2 separate regions of the Sus scrofa genome follow, and region 1 is linked to region 2. A link is a contact called in public HiChIP or PLAC-seq data. All regions are on one chromosome and are shown on one strand. Each heading gives the region's core, a stretch centred on a gene start, on an enhancer-like site or on the middle of the called end of the contact. The rest is flanking DNA. Distances are from core to core; before and after follow the strand shown. Region 1 holds the start of TRABD (traB domain-containing protein). Region 2 holds the start of SCO2 (SCO cytochrome oxidase deficient homolog 2 (yeast)).

Region 1 (6,411 bases), core at 2,784-5,283, 270 kb after region 2:
CCCGTGTGGCTGCAGCTCTGATTTGACCCCAAGCCCGGAAACCTCCATGTGCTGCGGGTGCAGCGCTGCAAAGACAAAAAAAGGGAAAAAACATGGTGGCCACTGGAGAATTGGGCAAGTGACTGGAGACTGCCGAGCCGGGAGTTACTCGCATCTGGGTTCAGTGGCGCCACGGGGTCTGTCTCGGCCCCCCATCTGCCCGCCAGGAGCCCACCGCCCGAGGGACGCGGCCTGCAGGACGCGCGGCGGCAGTGGTTGCTGGGCGCCTGGGGCCCCCACGCGGCCACGGAGCCGCTCACTTGTTTCGCTGGGGCTGGACGCGCTGCAACCTTCATCCCAAGAGGGACGGAGGAGTAGTCAGATCTGCAGAAGACGCCGTCGGGGTCCCCGCCCCTGTGTTCCCTGTGACCTCGGCCCAACCCGGGCTCCGCTCCCAGCCCCGCGGGTGCCCGGGCAGCGCCGGCCCTCCCTGGGCTCCCGCCCGCAAGAGCAGAGGCCTTGGACACACAGCCCGAGGCGGGGCGGTGCCCCCTGCCCACACCCCCCCCACCCCCGAGGGCGGCTGAGCCTTCTGGAAGAATCAGGGTCGGGGAGTGGGACAGGCGCAGGCCAAAGGGGCGCCCGGAACGGCGAGGGGCCTCTGCAGGGGGCAGGGCACCGGCGGGGAAGCGGCAGCCCCGACGACGGGAAAGGCCCTGCCCGGGTGGGCGGCGGGCAGCCGCTGGCTGGGCCTCACGGCGGAACGCGCCGCCCTGACGCAAGGCCCGGACCGAAATGGAAACAGGAAGCTGTGTCTGAGGCGGAGCGGGGCCTGCCCGCCTCTCGGTTCCCGCGCTGGCCCGTCATCGCCTCAGCCTGCGGCGCCCCCGAGGCTGCCCGGGACGGCCAGCATGAGGGAGGCCGCCCTGCCTCCGTCTCCCTCCTCCGGGGGTGGTGGCCGCGGGCTGGGGACACCTTGCCCCCCCGCCACCGGCAGGGCCCCGGATGGCTGGGCCACCCCCTGGGCCACCAGGACCCAGGTGCCCTCGAGCTCCCGGGGGGCCGGGTGCCTGGCCTGGGCCGGGCCGGGCCAGGCGGAGCAGGAAAGCCACCGAGGCCCCTTCAGTGGCAAGAACCCGTGCTTCTAAAAAGCGCCTCTGATGCTGTCACAGCAACGCCTCTGCCGGCGATCCGGCTTCCGCATCCTCGGCCAGGGCCCCGGCACCCCCCATGGGTTACCCGGCCTCCTCCCAGCCCTGCCCGCCGTGGCACATCTCCACGGACTTTCGGCGGGGACCCGAGCCCCTCTCGCCTGCCCAGAGGGGAGCCAAGGACCCACGCCCACAGGACCCCGGACCCGGGCTCCGCCTCTGCTCAGCCGCAGGCTGCGATTCTGGAAGCTCTCGGCACCACTGCACGCCGCGGAGACCGGCGGGCCTCAGGCGGACACCCCGGCGGGGAGAGAAACACGCCGCTTCCTAAAGCCAGGCTCCAGCGCCTACCTGCCAGCCGAGGCCTTGTGGAGCTCGCACAAAGCAGACACTCATGCCAGATCCGGGCACCCCGTCCCCTCACCCAGCGGGGAGCTGGCTCTCCGGGGAGCAGGGCCTGGGAAGACACCAGGCCAGCGGCTAGGAACGGTGCTGCGGGGGCCGGCCACGGGGGGGCCAGACCTCAGACCGCCCCCCCCGGCACTGCGTGGCCTTGGGCAGAGGCCGCTTTGACCCGCCGCCAGGGCCAGGGTGGTCGGCAGCCCCCCAGCCGTTCCACTGTCGGCACACGGCATGCCACCCTCAGATGGCACCTTGGCCCGTGCCCTCTAGACCTCGGTGGGCCTCCCTCTGCTGAAGTGTGGCCTCCTGTCCCCAGGATAGAGGGCAGAACAAAACCCAGGGCCACCTGCTTTCGGGAGACTCGCCTACGGAGAGGGCGCTCCCATCAGCCGGCTCCACACAGATGACAGAAGCAGAGGACACATGCTTCCAGGAAACAAACGCCAAACCTGAGGGAATCTGACAGCCTCAGGAGGGCCCGTCTGGCCGGCCCCCCCAGAGCACACACCCGCTCACAGGGTAGGGGGAGCCCCGGGCCGCGGCAAGGTGCTTGCGTGGGCCCAGAGAACGGTTTGCTGGCTGACCCGAGGACACCAGGTGGGCGGCAGGCCCTGGGTTCCCACCTGCCCAGCCCGGGCACAGTCCCCTCTCCTGGGTCTCACTGCCATGCACCGTAGTGTGTCCCCCTCGAAATCATATTTTGAAACCCTCACCCCAGTGGGGTGAAATCTGAAGGTGGGGACTTGGGGACATGAGCAGGGTTAGATGAGGTCATGAGGACGGGCCTGTGACGGGGTTAGAGCCTTCGGGGCAGAGGAGGGCCAGGCGCTGCCGGCCTCGAGAGGGCCCGGCAGAAGGCAGCTGTCTGCAAGCCAGGAAGAGAGCCCTCACCAGCGGTCAAGTCAGCCAGCACCTGATCTTGAACGTTCCGCCTCCAGAACTGAGAAAACAGCCTGCTGCTGAAGCCCCTGTTGGTGGCATTTTGTCAGGATCCAAGAGCGACGGAGACAGCCATTCTCTCCCTCACCGCCCCCTTAAAAATTAGGAAGCCAAAGCCTGCCTCCCAGGCCCCGGCCGGGCTTCTCACTGCTGGCCAAGAGCAACCCCCAAGGCCTGCCCAGAAAGCCAAGGGTCCCAGACCGGCCGGACTAGCGGGCCATGAGAGAAATGACTAACCGGGAGGCAGCAGCGTGTGGCCCAGGACCCTTACCCCCTACACCCCCACTTCTGAAGCCTGGGCACCTTGGCCACTGGAGACCCTCCTGGGTCTGGCAGGCCCTGCTCTATGGAGGTGTGGCAAAGGTCGGGACTGGGGCGGAGGGCACATGCCAATTCACATCTGAGCTGGACGCCTAAATGGCTCCTCGTCCAGCACACCTGGCTGACCCCCTGGAACCTGGACACGGCCCAATGCTAGGTCCCGACACTGACCTCCACCGCAGGGCACTGTGTAGGGGCCTGTCTGTCCACCATGCCCGGCCCCCTCTTGGCAGTTTTGCCCAGCAGCCTCAGACACCGCAGCATCACCGCCGTCCTGCAAGGCTGACCGCTGGCCCCAAGGCCGGGGCTCCCTCCTAGTTACACAATGAGGGGGCATCAGCAGCAAAAGCAACAGAGGCCCAGGGTCAGAGGAGCCCGCACCGGAGCGTGCTAAGGGGGCAGCCTGGACGGCTTCCTCTCCAGGGGACCCCGAAAGCCAGGAGGATTCCACCTGGAAACCACCCAGTCTCCCGAAGAGGCTGTCCTGACGCCCAAAGTCAGCCGAGGACTTCTGGGCCAGTTCCTCGTTTTCCATGTGCCTTCGCTTCCTTTCTCGGGATAGTTTCGCAAAGACGCATAGGTGAACTTTGTGGTACTTTGTGGCACGTTTAAGTTGTGTCTCAATAACGCTACTTCACAGAAACAAGGCAGGCAAAGACCTACAGGCCTTGGAAGTTTGGTCTACTTTGCCCATATGGCAGCCGTGCTTGCTCGGCTTGAAGGGCAGAGGCCTCCAGCACGTAGGGCAGGAAGCGCCCAGGGTCTCCACCGAGACCCTGCAGCCGCCGCCTGGGGAGGTGTGGACCCTCCACCGCCCCCCCGCCGCGGCTCAGGCCAGACCCCGCCCCCGGCCCCCGACTCCGACCGACTCCGCCCCCGGCCCCCGACTCCGACCGACACCGGCCCGGGTCCCCGCCCCGCGGCCCCGCCCCCCGCGTGCGCCACTCGAGCCCTTGAGCCCTCTCGACCCTTGCCGTCGACCGCCCACCCCGCGCGCACCCCTCGGAGGCCGGGGCTGACCCTCCTGGCCCGAGACCCTACGCTGGGGGCTGGCTGGTCTCCCGACCTCGACCGCGACCTGACCCCGACCCACCGGGGCCCCCGCGCGCCGCCCCCCGCCCCAGGACCGTGCCGCGCGGCGTACCGAAGCAGGGCGGCGCTCCTCAGCCGGCCTCCATGCGGCTCGTCGCCCCACCGGACGGGGCGGACCGGGGCCGCGGGGCGGGGCGGCCGGACAGGCCCGGGCCGGGGGGGGCCGGGCGGCGCGCGGCATGCCGGGAAGCGTAGTCCCGCGCGCTGTCTGTCTGCTCTTGCCGCGCGCCTGGCCCGAGCCGGCGGACTACGGTTCCCGCGGGGCAGCGCGCGAGCGGCCGCGGACTTCACTTCCCAGGAGGCCGCGCGCTAGAAGCCCCGCCCCTCCCCGCCCCGCCCCCGGCGCCTTGATCCGAGGACTCCTGTGTCGGTTACGCGGCACAGGTTCGAGTCTCAGGTCTGCCACCCGAGTTGAGACGCGCCCTAAAATTCTCTGGCCGCAGCCCCCAGTTAGTAAAAAAAAGCGTCCTCGGGGTGGCTTTGCCTGCTCTGATACAGAACCGTCAAAACTACTCAAAAAAGCGGTGATGGTGCCAGCGAGGAGCAGCGTTCGGGTCCCCAACGGCGACCATGTGGCCACCTCGAGCACCCCTTGGCCTGGCGGCTGGGGCCCGGGGAGACGTGGGCGGGGGCGGCCGGGGGAGAGGGGGCCGGGGAAGGGGCAGGGTCCGCGGTTGGTGGGAGGTGGGGGCCCTCAGGACAGCCTGTCCAGCCGGTGCCTGGTTTGGCCTTTGAGGTCAGCCCACCTGCGGTCAGAGCTGGTTCCAGGAAGGGGGCGTCTGGCCCAGACCTGGTGACCCGTGCAGGTCCTGGGCGGGTTCTCAGTCTGGCGGTGGCCCTCCTGCGGGCGGGCTGCCGTGGGCCATAGAGGCCCCCGCCCCCGTTCACTTGTGCGGGGCGGGCTCCCGCTCCCGCCCACAGGCTGGGCTGTGATCTGTTATCTAAACGGCTTTGGGCTGAAGTCGAGCAGCCAGGCCCTTGGCCCAGGCCTCTGTCCAGTTCCTGTGTGCCAGCTCAGGTCGATTCTGCCCTCCTGCCCTCCTTGGCCATTCACACAGGAGAGCGGCTGTGCGCGATTGCCAGGGACCTAGCGACAGACGGGTTGAGAAGCCCAGGTGGGGCTTGTGTGAGGACCAGAAGCCTGGATTGCAGCCTCAGCTGACGGGTGGGGTCCCAGTTCTCTGGGAGCCCCTCCTCTTGGGAAAGGTGCAGGGAAGGAGCAAGCAGATTGGGGGGGGGGTGTCAAAGGAACGTCCCATGGCACCTGCGGGGAGATGGATGCGTCTGTGGGACACTGACTCGGCCCCTTCTTTCCCAGCAAGCCAAGGCCACGGGCCAGTTCACACCCCAGAGGCCACGTGTTTGCTCCAAGGAGCAGGCCTCTGGATGAGACTGGGTCTGAAATGTCCTGCCAGGCCTTGGCTCAGGGGACAGGGCTGAGCAGAGCAGTCTCAGTGAAGACACGGGGGGTGGGGGGGCGCGCTGTGGCTGCTGTGCCCAGCGTTGCCTGGACCTGTGCCTGTGGAACTCCCATGGCCTTGAGGCCTCACCGCACAGGGTGGAGCCTCGTCCCTACATGGCTCAGGGTCATCTCTACTCTGGGCAGAACCACAGCATGTGCCCGGGTCAGGGTGGGACGGCCGGGCTGGACTCCAGCCCCACTTAGGGTATGGCAGGGGGACCTGGCAAATGCTGCTGCCTGAGGCCAGCAAGACGGGTCCCTGGGTGGGTACTGTCACCCTGCCAGCAGGGTCATCTTGGCCCCGGTGCCCGGCTCGCCGGCATAACGGAGCTGCTTGCTTGCATGGGACCAAGAGGGCTCTCGTCCAGAGCCCCTGACCGCCCCCCCACCCCTGGGTACTGTGTCCTTGGGGGCTCCTTCTCCAAGTCCTTCTGACCCAGGCCAGGCGCCTGACAACTAGGGCCACGCCCCTGCCCTGAGCTCACCGAGGTCAAGCACGCAGGCCAGTCCTGTAGCTGCTCACCCTGCAGAAACCAGGGGTTCCCTCTCCTGGCCCGGTGACTGCCTGGGGCGCCTCCCCGTGAGGCCCTAGGTGGGGCGAGCCCCCTCCTCTCTGCTCTCGCGGCCTCACCACGCCCGAGTGATGAGAAAAAAAACCACATCGGTGAGTCCCCATTGTGGCTCAGTGGTAATGAATCAGACGAGTATCCATGAGGACGTGGGTTCGATCCTTAGCCTCGCTCAGTGGGTTAAGGATCCCATGTTGTGGCTGTGGTGTAGGCTGGCAGCTGCAGCTCCGACTCGACCCCTAGTCTGGGAACCTCCATATGACACAGGTGTGACCCTAAAAAAATTAAAAAAAAAAAAGACACCCAAAACACAGATCGATGGATTGTCCCCATTCTCGGGAAGCCCAGCCCATCGAGCCGGGTTGCTCCACGGAGGCCTGCGGAGGGGCTTGGAGGAGGCCATGCCGGTCAGGAGGTCACGCTCTGATTCCTGCAAAGCACCCGCCATTGAGGCCTGCACCCCACCCGCCCCAGCCACCTGCCTCCCAGGAGCCTC
Region 2 (6,192 bases), core at 2,627-5,126:
CCCAACGCCGAGCTACCCCCAGGGACGCCCACTCGGGAACACCCCCCGCACACACCTAAGTCCCCCTCGAGCACCCTAACACTCCAAATTCGCCCCCCTGTCTCAGAAGAACTCCAAGCCCCACCGGGCCTTGGCAGACCGTGGTTCGAATTCCCCCTAATCCCTGGGCCCCAGCCTAGTCCCCCACCCGGCCTGCAATCCAGTTCGGCCGACACCCGAGTCCGCCCGCAGGCAGGTACTTCCCGGAGCGAGCGGGGAACGTGGCGTACCCCAGCGCGCCCCGGCACACCATCGCTCCCCGAAACTGGGGCCTCCGCGCGGAGCCGCAGACCCCAGGTGAGCCCAGGAAGGCCCTCCCAGCACCGGGAGTGGCGTGGAGACCAGCCGGTTCTCAAAGACCCACCCTCACTGGCTCCCCCAGGCCCTGGGACCTACACTGTACCGTCGCTCCTGGGCCCGCGCGTCGTCGGTAAAGTCTCCGCCCCGACTTACTCCATCTACGGCCGCAGCGCGGTGGGCAGCTTCTGCGAGGACCTCAGCAAGGTGAGGGAGGGACTGCCCGCCCTGCGCGACGAGGGGTCAGCGGTCGGCGGGCCTAGAAGCCGGACAGAGCGCCCCTGCCGCCCTCCTGCAGACCCCAGGGCCCTGCGCCTACCACGTGGTGAACCCTGGGATCTACAAGCCCCGGGCCCCCCAGTTCTCGATGCTGGCGCGGACCTCGCTCCCCCGGGGCAACACACTGAATCCCGGGCCCGCAGCCTACAACGTGGACCAGGTAGTCTGCAATTCGGGGTCAAGGATCAGAGGCGGGAGAAGGAGGTCCAGATGGGGATGGAGGGTCTGAGGTGGGAGGGTTGGGGCCCGGGAGCCTGGGGCCGGCGGCGTCTCCAGATCACCGATGTCCCCTGGGCCCACAGCCCCGGAAGCCTCGCGGCTGGAGCTTTGGGATTAGGCACTCGGACTACCTGGCCCCGATGGTGTTCGATGTGGATGACTGACCAGCCGCACGGACGCAGCCCCACAAATGTTTCTAAAAACTTCTGGAGCCAGCAACGTGTCAGCCTCTTTGTGCTCGCGGCGCCGCGCGCGGCCTAAAGGGGCAGGTGGGCGCGCCGGCCATGTCCAGAACCTCACGCTCCCGCGGGCCCTCGGGGACGGGAGGGATTAGGACAGAAGTGAGCAGGGTCGTCCCGCCCCTCCGAAGTGGCAAGTGGCGCCCGGCCCAGAACCCCGCCTGGCGGGAGGCCCCGCCCCTACTCGGCTCCAGCCCCGCGCGCTGTCCCAGAGTTCCCACCTCGTGGCCGCCCTCCTGACCGGGTGAAATTTGGCTGGGGTCTGCACAGGACGCGGACAGGGTTAGGGCAGGTTCCAGGTTCGGGGCGGGGGCGGGGGAGGGGGTCAAGTTGTCAGGTCTTGACGTGGGAGGCAGACACAGAGACAGGCAGACAGGAAACACAGACACGGGAGAGAAAGAGGGGACAGGGCCGCAGACACAGGGCAGCCACAGGTTCCAGATGTGTGTGGCAGACGGGAGTGGTGATGACCCCAATCGTCCCGGCCCCACCTGCCCCTGTCACACCTGCTGACCTCTTCCCAGCAGCTGCCTGAGCTGACCTGCCTGAAGCCAAGGGACATCAGGGGCTTCCCTGCCACGCTGGACCAGAGGCGGAAAGCTCACAAATCTGTGTGAGGTCAGGCCCAGAGATTGCCCACCCCAGGGAGGCCACAAGGCCCCAGAACTGTCACTGACACTGAGGATAGCCCACCGCTATGGGAACACCCCCTGTGCTGCCCACAACACCTTACCTGTGCCTAAAGGCCATGCTCCTGGCCATCTGGAGTGACAGCAGCACAGCAGCTGGAGTGGCCTGAAGCCTGGTGCCAGTAGCTTGAGGACAAACATGGCCCCGGGGCAGGGTCCTGGCACCTGCCCTGGCTGCCTGTGGCTGCAAGTTTAGAAGACACTTCCTCTACAGACCACAGAAGCCGGCTCCTAACCTCAAGCCTGGCCCAGACAGAGCCTCCAAAGGTGGGACCCTGGCTTCTCATCCCCCCCAGGACAGAATTGGCCCTCCCTTCCCATCAGCCACCATTAACAGAACCAAGTCATCCAGATCCCCCTTCCCCGTCAGGCCCTTTCCCCCCCACCCCGGCTCAGAACTCCCAGCGAAGAGCTAGGTTCTGCTCTCCCTCCATTCCCCCAGACTTATGTCCCCAATGACAGGTACCCATCTACTCCTACACTGACACCCCCCATCCCAAATCAGGACAGTTTCTTTTCTTTTTCTTTTTAGGCTACACTCACGGCATATGGAAGTTCCCGGGCCAGGGATCGAACCCTCGCCGCCACACAGACAATGCTGGATCCGTAACCTGCTGTGCCATAGCTGGAACTCCCAAGACATTTCTCCATTCCCACCCCAGCTGGACACCCACTATTCTACTTAGTAAATGCTTAACTTCAGCTGAAGTCCTAACCAGGGAGGGTGAGGAGAAATGTGAGGGCGGGGAGGTGGCTGTGCATGTGTACTCGGCATGCATACTTGGCCCAGCATGTACCAGAAATTAGCAGACGTGGTCTGGACACATGGAGGGCACCTTGGAGAAACTGGAGTCTATTCATGGATTCGCTGTCACTCAGCGCCCAGAGCAGGGACAGGTAGGCCACCGATTGATAATACAGCTGGGTTATTGATGACAAAAATGGCCAGAATCTCTGGAGGATCACTAAGGAAGATACTGATCAGTTATTCATGAGTCATTGGACTTTGGTCACCGTTATCAAGGGAAAAGTGATTGCTGTCAATAGGAACTTGGACAAAATAACTGGGGGCCACAGGACAGGGATCCATATCCTTGATGAGTCATTAGTGAAGACCTATCAGAATTGCGATTTTGGAATTTGTCAAGGTTGCTGATGACTCTTTGTTCAGCGTTAGTGATGGGGTCACTGGAGCCCTGAGGTGGGGAAGCTGGCCAAATGCAAGGGCTGCTGGGCAAGTGGGCTGCTGTGTCATGGGTCAGAACAGGAGGGTGGTACCTGTGGATGGAATCCTATACGCCCGGGTTGACAGCCCGTCCCTCATCACAGGTGACCTGACCCCAGACTCCAGCATCCCCCTCCCGCATGTTAAAAACCCCTGATCTCCAATCACACACAATCACAGGTGATCTGACCCAAACCCAGGATCACTGTTCCACACCACAGGGCGCCTGACAACTCACTCAAGAGGGTGACCAGACGGATGCACATGTCATCCTATCACATGGGGACTTCCATAGCCAGGTCCCCCGACCCCTCGTGACTGATCCGAGTCAGCCAGCGTTCCCCACATCTCCCAGGAAGCTTCGGGAGCTCCATCACTCCATCACTTCCAGACCCCTTAACCTCCCCCCTAAGATGGCGTGGACAGCTTGTCTGCTCTCTCGATGGACAGGAAGTAAGAGAGACACAGGCCCTGGAGCCGGCAAGAGCACTGGTGAGCACCTGTGCTGCCGGACCCGGTCACCCGTCACCAGGCTCGGTGAGGGGACAGGGAAAGGGCAGAGATCCCCTACCCGCGCCCAGCCCAGGCCCCTCCTCACTCCCCGTCCCCTCGTGCGCGCCAGTCGACACGTAGCAACGAAGCTCAGGAGGCGCGCATCCTTTCCGGTGCCCGGCACCCGGGGCCGGGCAAACTAAGACAGCAGCCAGCGTGGGGGGGGCCGCCCCAGAAAAACCCCGCCTCCCGTCACGTAGCTTCCGGCCGGCCAGCCACCTCTGGCGCATGCGCACGCGCAGCAGCCGGGCCCGCTTTACGCCCTTCCGCGCGAGCGCGGCGCCGTTGACGCATGCGCGCTGGCGTCGAGAGGGGCGGGGGCCCAGAGCTGCCTTCCGGTTCCCCTCCTCAGACTCGCGGGACGGTGCGGCGCGCTGGGGGCCCGGGAGATCCGCCTGTGCCGGCGCCCTGCAAACGTCTACAAGCTGGCTGCATTTGCAGGCCCATCTCGTACATCGCTTAGAGCGCATTTTGTAAAGGAGGAAGCTGGTACAGACAGGTTACGAGACGTGACCAAGGTCATCCAGCCCTCCCAAGTCCAGGAACCGTCGGACCGGGCGCAGGCCGGACGTTCAGAAGTCTTCGAGAGATCCTCCCAGTAGCAGCAGTCGAACAGGTGAGGGGGAGTCCTAAGATCTCCGCCTAACAAACCTCCAGGGGCCCCTGAGAGGAACGGAGGCCACCGAAGCCACAGCAGGGCGTGGGCCACGACCCCAGAGCTGCGGTGGGATGCCCAGCTGTGAAGGTGGGCTGGAGGCAAGTGGAAACCTTTTGCTACTCCAGGGTGGCTGCGGGCCCGGCAGGTTCAACGAGCGAAGGACTGGAGGGGGCGTGGAGCCCGCGGGTAACTGGAGGCTGCGGTGCGGGTGGCACCGGGTTACCGCTAAGTGCGGGGGAGGGAGCCAAAACAGCGCGGTTGAAGTGGCCTCAGAGGGAAAAGGCTGCAAAAGGGGCGGAGAAGTTGGTCTTTTGGGGGTTGAAGCGAGAGGCTCACCCACCTCCTTTCAAGAAGTAGAAGTTTATTGCAAACATAGATACGCTCAGGAACCCGGAGGAGGCAGGCGCTTGGAACGCTTCCGTCAGCTCAGACCCCCAGGTGCTGCCGAGCGCTGGGCTCGTTAGACTGAGGTTCTCCCGTTAAAGGACAGGAGGGACAGTTGTGGATGTTTGATGACGCCTAAGCTGGAGTTTGAGGTTTCAGAGGCGAAGCATGTGTGAGTGATGGCGGGGGCTGGCTGAGCAGCTGCTGACAGCAGAGCCCTCATAGGGTTGGGCCTTGAGGTGGTGGCAGGTCTCTCCAGAATGATGGACAACCCAGGAGGCCAAGGCACCTTCTGGCTTCTGACGCCTCTGCTCTTTTCCAGGAGCATCAGGTCCATGCTGGCTCGGGCACCCAAGGCTTGGCACGGGCTCTTTCTGCTCAGGCCTCTGGCCCTCCCTAGGATCCAGGGAGCTGAGGCCGGGCAGGTGAGATACCGGCTCTTAGCAAGGCAGGGCCCTGCAGAAACCGGCAAGCCAGGCCAGCCCCGGGGCCCTCGGCTGCAAACTAGGTTGCTGATCACAGCCTTGATTGGGGCTGGGCTGGGTGGAGCCTGGCTGGCCTTGAGGGCGGAGAAGGAGCAGTGGCGGCAGCAACAGCGGACAGAGGCCCTGCGCCGGGCCGCTGTGGGCCAAGGCGACTTCAGTCTTCTGGATCACCGAGGCCAAGTTCGCTGCAAAGCTGACTTTCGGGGCCAGTGGGTGCTGATATACTTTGGCTTCACTCACTGCCCAGACATCTGCCCCGATGAGCTGGAGAAGCTGGTGCAGGTGGTGCGGCAGCTGGAGGCGGAGCCTGGCCTGCCCCCGGTGCAGCCCCTCTTCATTACTGTGGACCCTGAGAGGGACGATGTCGCGGCCATGGCCCGCTACGTGCAGGACTTCCACCCAAGGCTGCTGGGCCTGACGGGCTCTGCTGAGCAGATCGCCCAGGTGAGCCGCAGCTACCGAGTATACTACAGCGCTGGCCCCAAGGACGAGGACCAGGATTACATCGTGGACCATTCCATCGCCATCTACCTGCTCAGCCCCGACGGCCTCTTCACCGACTACTACGGCAGGGCCAGGTCGGCCCAGCAGATCACGGACAGTGTGCGGGGCCACATGGCTGCCTTCCGCAGTGTGCTGCACTGAGTCGGGTCATTAAAAGGTGAGATGCAGCCGTGTGTGCGCGGGATCTGTACCAGCAGCCCCTGGAGACCACGGCAGGAGGGGGGCTCGGACCGGCTGCTCGCTGGGTGCAGGGGACAGACAGCCCCTTCCTCCACACAGAACAGTTTTGTAAGGTTTCTTAGGGGATTGGGGGGGTGGCAACACTTTATTAGGTTGGGGCAGCCAGGAAGCAAAGTGGAACGAGCAGAGGCACGTGGGGGACGGGGCTCCAGGGCCCGGCCCCAGGCTCAGTGCTCTCCATTCAGGGCCATGGAGGGGGCAGCGTAGGTCTGGAAGCGCTGGTGGGCCCGCTGGTACGTGAGCAGTCTCAGGGACATGGTGTCCACGGCCGCCTCCAGCCCCGGCTCCTGGGTGATCTCTACCGTGTAGTCATTGGCCTGTGGGGACGAAGTATCAGCAGAAACCAGGGACCACTTCCCTCCCAGGCACCCAGGCCACTCAC

What was found. HiChIP or PLAC-seq counts read pairs in DNA pulled down with a chosen protein or histone mark.
Region 1: a contact with region 2 is called in an H3K27ac HiChIP or PLAC-seq map of alveolar macrophages. The contact joins the promoter of TRABD here to the promoter of SCO2 in region 2. A contact is called at or near these places in 2 of 5 promoter capture datasets (fetal liver and liver) and 1 of 2 datasets of contacts at active chromatin or transcription factors (alveolar macrophages).

Annotation. Positions count from the first base shown.
Region 1 is chr5:490,541-496,951 of Sscrofa11.1, forward strand. It overlaps TRABD (traB domain-containing protein), which reads right to left and starts at 4,034. Exons shown (of 10, transcript XM_021091341.1): 1 at 3,937-4,034.
Region 2 is chr5:216,925-223,116 of Sscrofa11.1, forward strand. SCO2 (SCO cytochrome oxidase deficient homolog 2 (yeast)) reads left to right here and starts at 3,877. Exons shown (of 2, transcript NM_001206377.1): 1 at 3,877-4,155; 2 at 4,904-5,754. The coding sequence starts at 4,917. The coding sequence ends at 5,711. It overlaps ODF3B (outer dense fiber of sperm tails 3B), which reads left to right. Exons shown (of 7, transcript NM_001206375.1): 4 at 232-336; 5 at 422-543; 6 at 635-775; 7 at 918-1,048. The coding sequence ends at 998. NCAPH2 (non-SMC condensin II complex subunit H2) reads right to left here. Exons shown (of 20, transcript NM_001206363.1): 20 at 5,860-6,127. The coding sequence ends at 5,978.